2 separate regions of the Arabidopsis thaliana genome follow, and region 1 is linked to region 2. The links are chromatin contacts, called in public capture Hi-C maps. All regions are on one chromosome and are shown on one strand. Each heading gives the region's core, a stretch centred on a gene start, on an enhancer-like site or on the middle of the called end of the contact. The rest is flanking DNA. Distances are from core to core; before and after follow the strand shown. Region 1 holds the start of AT5G28237 (Pyridoxal-5'-phosphate-dependent enzyme family protein). Region 2 holds the start of AT5G28060 (Ribosomal protein S24e family protein).

Region 1 (3,274 bases), core at 432-2,931, 140 kb after region 2:
GTGAATTATACATTTAAATCAAACAATAACATAAATTTATTAAATCATCCTACAAAATATTCAATTATTTTTTAATTAATGAAAATATAAGCCCGCGGTATACCGCGGGTTAATATCTAGATACAAAAAAATAATCAAATTTCAATTCTATAAACATACTAAATAATATATCTAAATATACAAAATATAAAAAATAACAAATAATTATAAGACTGTGAATTATATATTACGAAAGTAATTACTGTCAACACTAAAATAAAATATAGACCCGTGGTATACCGCGGGTTAAAATCTAGTATATACTAAAACTGTTGGGTTTTTTTTTTTATATATAAATTAACAAAATTTATATATGCTGCAAAACGAGACCTGGTTATATTTGGTTATGAGTTGAAATAGCAAGTTACCTGAGCACCAAGGAGTTTCATGGAAAGTACATTAAAGGATTGTTTCTCTATATCAGCAGCTCCCATGAAAACAGTACACTCCAAGGAGAGCTTTGCACATGCAGCCGCTGTGGCGACTCCATGTTGTCCGGCTCCAGTGGCCGCCACCACACGGCTGCAACCAAGCCGCCGGGAAATCATGGCCTGAGCGAGAGCATTATTGATTTTGTGAGACCCACAGTGGCTAAGATCTTCCCGTTTCAAGTATATCTCTGGTCCACCTTCGATGGTTGGAACTATGTTCTTGTAGTGTTCGGTTAGACGTTCGGCGAAGTAGAGAGGCGTTTCTCTTCCTACGTAGTCTCTTAACGCTGTGGTAAGCTCCTCCTAGTTATAATTAAAAATAAAGCAATTATGTTTTATTTCCAAAACAAAAAAAAATGTTTTCTGCAAAAAACTTATAACTCATCTCTTTTTGCGACTTTATCCTCGACATCTAATACATGTTAGATTAACCCTACGGAATCTAATATAATACGCAGTATAACCCTTTTTCACCATTTTTGTTACCATCAATTTTGTAAAATATTGACATATAATGTTAAATCGAAGCCACTTCGACAAAGAGTTCAACTCTACCTTCAAAATTTTAAAATTCTAATGTATATGACCGTAAAAACGTTTATAATATACGTATAAGGATCATATTTTAGATTCTTTTAGACGTGATAAGATTAACTTGCATTTATTAAAGGTGATGTGTAAAGTTGCAAAAATAAATGAGTTAGATGATTTTTTTGCAAAGAATCTAAAATAAAATATATATCCATTGGATATTTAAGTAACCATTTTGTTTGAACTTGCCCTTTTGGTTTTGTGTTTATGTTTTTTTTTGCAATAAGCTCAATATATGAGAAAAACGAACCTGAAATTCGTGATCGCACCTAACAAAGTTAAATTCGTCTTCAAGTTCTATCAGGCGAGACATCAATGTCTCCGGTACAAACTTCCCACCGAACCTCCCGAATTTACCGTTACCGTCACCACGAAGAAACTGCCTCTTGTCGGTTCTTGTTGGGACCGAATCCAACGATGGACCACTATTACTGCTGAGTGCATTGATTTCACGGTGGTGGCGTTTTGTGGAAACGCCGCAAACAACCAAGTGTGTCATACGGTGGTTTCTTGCCGGAACCCTAAGAAGTGGCTGCCCTCGTACCTGGATTTTACTGGACGACATTTTCTCTCTCTTTTCTTTCTTCCAGAATACTTGTTATATCTATTTGAGATTTTCTTAAGGAAACATTTGTTTTGATAAGTGCTTTTTTATAGTTGGAACGAAAATAATTTGGTTGACCAAAAAAAAACGGAGATGATTGTTTTTTTGTTTTGCTACGCATCCATTTGAGTTTTTACATGTTTAACACGTTGTTGCATAATTGCATTTGTACACTTTAACAAAAAAAAAAAAGCATTTGTATTGTATACTAGTCCTCTTCATTCTTCAGAAATATAACTTTATTAACGAGAGAAATACATTTAGTTTTTTTCTATGGAAGAGAGTAATTTTCACTTATTTAAATACCTTAAGTGGGAGATATATAACTTTATGTATATCCTCGTTTATAACTAACTTATTATAGATGTGAGTATAGGAGTTTTTTTTTTTTTTTTTCTGTTCAAGCTTAATATGATATAAGAAAGGAAAAGAAAAAAGGCGATTTTAGGTTTCATTGACTTCTAATTCAATCTAAATTAGAAAGGATTGACATATTTTCTTGACGATCTTATTTCTAAGTTTTTTTTTTATATTTTTAGATGTGAGCTCTTAACAAATAACATCACACATGGATGGAATTTTGAATGTTAATTTCTTTCATCTTTGTGCGTTTGAAAAATAAATGACACGATAAGACAATAACAACACATATTTTCGGGAGAAACAAAAATCAAGAGGTTGTGGTTTTATTTCATGTGTTTCATAGTGTTTGAAGATAAGGTTTTATACTTTTCTTGTTTCTTTTTTGTCACCTTTAAATTGTGCTATGTACTATGTGACGTATAAAGTCAGTTTTCTTATTAGAAAATAACATAATAATAGTTGCTCAGATAATTCTGATTCAGGCATCAATGACATGCTTATATTAGAGATTAGGTAGGGATTAATGGCGCATGCGATGGGAGGCCCATAATCATGAGGAAACATGTAATGTCCCACATTGTGAGAGAAACCTTGACTAATATATAAGAGATATAAGCTACTCTACCTATTGTCAATTGGTTTTAGGTTAGAAACCCATACGACTTTAACATGGTATCAGAGCCAGGTTATATGAGATAAATTAAAATCAGCATTATTTCATTGAACTCTAAATCATGAAACACTACATTCTTTTATTTGTAAACTCTCATCCCTATATATAAAATCTATGTAAGAGCTTCTAAATAACGTTGTCCTATTAATTTAAATTACGTGTTTTAACAAAAAAGCGTCTGATACATGTGACGTGAACGTGAAGGAGTCCCACACCCATGTCAAGTCATCGTACTAGAAAGGAAATATAGCTTTGCTTATTCAATTGAGCTACCTGGAGAGAATTTCTAAATATCTATATGGTATCAGAATTGCTATGATTAATCACTATCTCACATTTTCTTGTCCTTCTTTTCGTTATACGTCAAATCTATGCCCTGTCCAAGACTCCAAGTCCAACCTATACATACCCAAAACATCCTTTAATTTCATTGTTAATATGTTGAATATGACCGAATTAGCATCTTCAAATTTATATCACATGGTCTGGTCTACATATTTCTCAATGGTCATGACCACCTTTCCTCTACTATGAAGTATTACCACTTTTTAAAACTAATAATCGAATGCTTAA
Region 2 (3,402 bases), core at 199-2,698:
CCAGAACGTAGTCTTTTTTTCTTTATTCTCATGACAACTAATGAATTTCAAGTAGAATCCAACTTTTAATCTTGTGGTATGTGGTAGCAAAAATTGAAAAGTTGAACAATAGTCTCAATCTCCGAAACGCAAGAGGATGAAGTTTAAAATCAATGTATTCAAACAAAATCTTAACCACATGTTTCTCTAAAACAAGATCCAAACCAAAATAGAGCAAGTGTGACAAAAAGAAGCACAAAATCGAGAAATAATTAGAAGATGTCTAATAGCAAACATGGCTTCAAAGAAGGAGTGATGCAGAACAAAAACCATATTGCTGCTTTTGTCCTCTTCAAACGTCTTACTTCTTCTTGGTATCACCAGCCTTGGTCTACACTCACAAAACAATGCAAATATCGTTAAGACAAAACAGGCACAAACATAACAATAGCAAATGTAGATTTCTGGTTAGTGTTGGTCTCTCTTACCTTCTTAACACCACGGATCTTCTTCGCCCTGTTCTTCCTCTCCTTGATCTGTTTCCTTGATTTCTCAATCTTGGTGTCAAGTCCATTCTGTCAATCACATCAACAATCATTTCAGTATGAGATTGCAACACCATTGTTTCATCGCAAAGCAGTGAAAATCAAAGCACCAAGAGTAAGCTAGACTAAAAACTAGAACCAAAAGTTTTACTTAACTATCAAACAAGTAAAGAGAAATTACCCTGATAAGTCTGTACTTAGGCTCAAACTTCTTAGCGTTCTCGACAGTATCATAGATCAAACCATATCCAGAAGATTTACCACCTCCAAAGTGAGTTCTGAACTTGAAACAGAAGATAGCATTTGGGTCCTTAACCTCATACATCCTCGCCAATTTCTCCTTAAGCTCAGCCTTCAAACAAGTAAAGCCCCACCCAGTACACAACATCACTAAGAAACAATACACAACTGCACAAGCTTGGATTGTAATCAACACAAGCCAATGTACGTAAAGAACATACCTTTGAAACATTGGCTCTTCCAGGATGAAGAACATCAATAACCTACATTAATTGATTCAAAATCTGATGATTAATACTCCAAATGCAACATCGAAATGAATCCAAATACTAAACATCAAACCTAAAAGTTGCAAAATTCAAAATTTCCTCTAGCAATACATCAAAATGATCAATGAATCTGTTCTTATAAGATTGTTTCTACCTAAACTATAGTTTTTATCATTCGATACAGCGAAGACGTAACACTGTGAGATTGCAAAATGGAACATAGAGATGGGAACTCACGAATTGCTTTCTGGCGAGAAGCCTGTTGGTCATGAAGTTTCTGGTCCTGATAGTGACAGCTTTTTCCGCCATGGCTGCGATTTACTTTCCGAGATCAGTCTCTGAGCTCCGGTTTTGAAAATCGACGAGTTTCGCAGCGGCTTTGGAAGGAGGAGCACACTAAACCCTAGATTATTTATATATAGCTCTCTTTCAGATTATTAGGGTTGGTTTCGTTTGATGGGCCGAATTTAATTGGGCCTTACAATATCCATGCCCAGAGAATAGATTAGTTTGTTTCGGGTTTGATATACAAAGACAAAACAATTGTCTATTTTGATCATTCATGTTATAAAAACATACTTTCATATTTTATTTGATTAACGAACGACAATATCATTGTATACTGTATAATTATTTCTAATCTTTTGTTTACTTATTTTTGATTTTTATTTTCTAGAAATTTTCTTTTAATTAATTTAATTCAAATAAACATATATATTATAAATTGATTAGCTGCAAGAAGTTTTTAAAGTTTTTCCATGTGTTTATGTCAATTAAATGAAAAATATTTAAGAGGAAGCTACATGGCATAAGACAAATTGCAATCACATCTTCTCTCGATTCTTTTCATTTCAACCAAAACAATCATATGTCATCCTTCAATCCTAGCATATATTACCACGTCATAACGATTCTACACAAATTGTCATGTTAGAGCAGGTCCATTGGGGATTGAAAATTTCTTATCAAGAATCCTTAGCAAAATAAGACAAAATTTAAATGAAACATGTGATATAAACTTACGAACGACCTAAGCTTAGAGTTTTTTTTGGTGTTAAGGTTCGATGACGTGTCCATTTCTCATTGGACGCGTGTTTTGACAAAACAATATTTTTTTTTCAGTTGCCTGTGGTTTTTCTCATTTCTGGATATCTCTATTCTCTTCTTTGGTGCGATGGCGATTGAACGGTCTCTGATGATCATCAGCCTCACGCGTTCATGTTCATCAAATCGGAAGAGAATATCAACGAAATTCGTCTCTTATCCACTGTCCTCATCATCTCAACCGACGGTGGTCAACATGGACGAGTTTGGTGAACCAAATCGGAGAGAAAACGTGCATAAATTGGAGATTTGTGTCAAGCCATGGTCCAATCAAATTCTGAATATATAGATCTAACAATTTAATTGTGTATATCGGGATTAATTAGGGTTATTGTTAGATTTTATCAAAATTAGGGTTTCCTGAATAGGGAATTTTAGAAGATAAATTAGGGTTAATTGATGGTAATTGTTGACATTTCTAAGACAAGAATAGATTGATACTCATTGAGCTTATTAGAAGAGAAATTGAATAGCTCATGAAAAGCTTTATTGTGCAAAGAATCTAAAGAGAGAGAGAGAAGCTTTAAGATTGTCTAGAAGAACAAAAATGATTTTGATTGTGATTCATATAAATGTTTGAGGGTGACTGCTCAGAGAGGCAGCCTTGGTTACATGACAACATCATAGATATATATATATATATATATATATCTTATTATATAAAGTACGGAGTTACTAACTCACGAGATCATGACACGTGTCAGGTCTATCATTGAGATGTTGACATATGTTAAAAAAAAGTTTCTTTAAAAAAAAAAAAACATATTTACATATACTAATTTATAGTTCTATATCTAAAAAATTTAACTTATAATTTTTTTAATTAAAAAGGAAAACTAACAATAAGATGAAGTGTATAGAATTAAATTTTATTTGTATTGAAAAATTGGATTGTATTTGAATTGTATACAATCGAACTAAATTGTATTGTATTATGATAAAAAAGATATTTAAATTGTATTGTAAAATCGAATTTGTAAGATTGAAATTTAGTTTAAGGAAATACTAAATTAAATACTGAAAAATATGAGTTACAATTTAAAATTCAAATATCATCAATAAGTTGGAGTGTATAAAATTAAAAAGCAGTTTATTATGATGAAAGAGATAGTTAAAATGTATAGTAAAATTGAATGTGTATGATTGAAATTTTATTTAATTCAAAAATTACTAAATTAAATATTAGAAAAAGTGTGTGGATCACTATTTACTATTCAAATTTTAAATATTATCGATAAATATTTGAATAAATTTATATCTTTTAC

Evidence for each region. Capture Hi-C pulls out chosen DNA fragments and counts their contacts.
Region 1: a contact with region 2 is called in a capture Hi-C map of seedling, with 2.2 times the contacts expected there. The contact joins the promoter of AT5G28237 here to the promoter of AT5G28060 in region 2. A contact is called at or near these places in 1 of 26 Hi-C or Micro-C datasets (callus) and 1 of 3 other capture datasets (seedling).

What each region holds. Positions count from the first base shown.
Region 1 is chr5:10,211,917-10,215,190 of TAIR10.1, forward strand. It overlaps AT5G28237 (Pyridoxal-5'-phosphate-dependent enzyme family protein), which reads right to left and starts at 1,682. Exons shown (of 5, transcript NM_203115.2): 1 at 1,312-1,682; 2 at 408-773. The coding sequence starts at 1,626.
Region 2 is chr5:10,069,451-10,072,852 of TAIR10.1, forward strand. It overlaps AT5G28060 (Ribosomal protein S24e family protein), which reads right to left and starts at 1,449. Exons shown (of 5, transcript NM_122689.4): 1 at 1,271-1,449; 2 at 986-1,027; 3 at 706-876; 4 at 468-554; 5 at 1-370. The coding sequence starts at 1,342. The coding sequence ends at 341.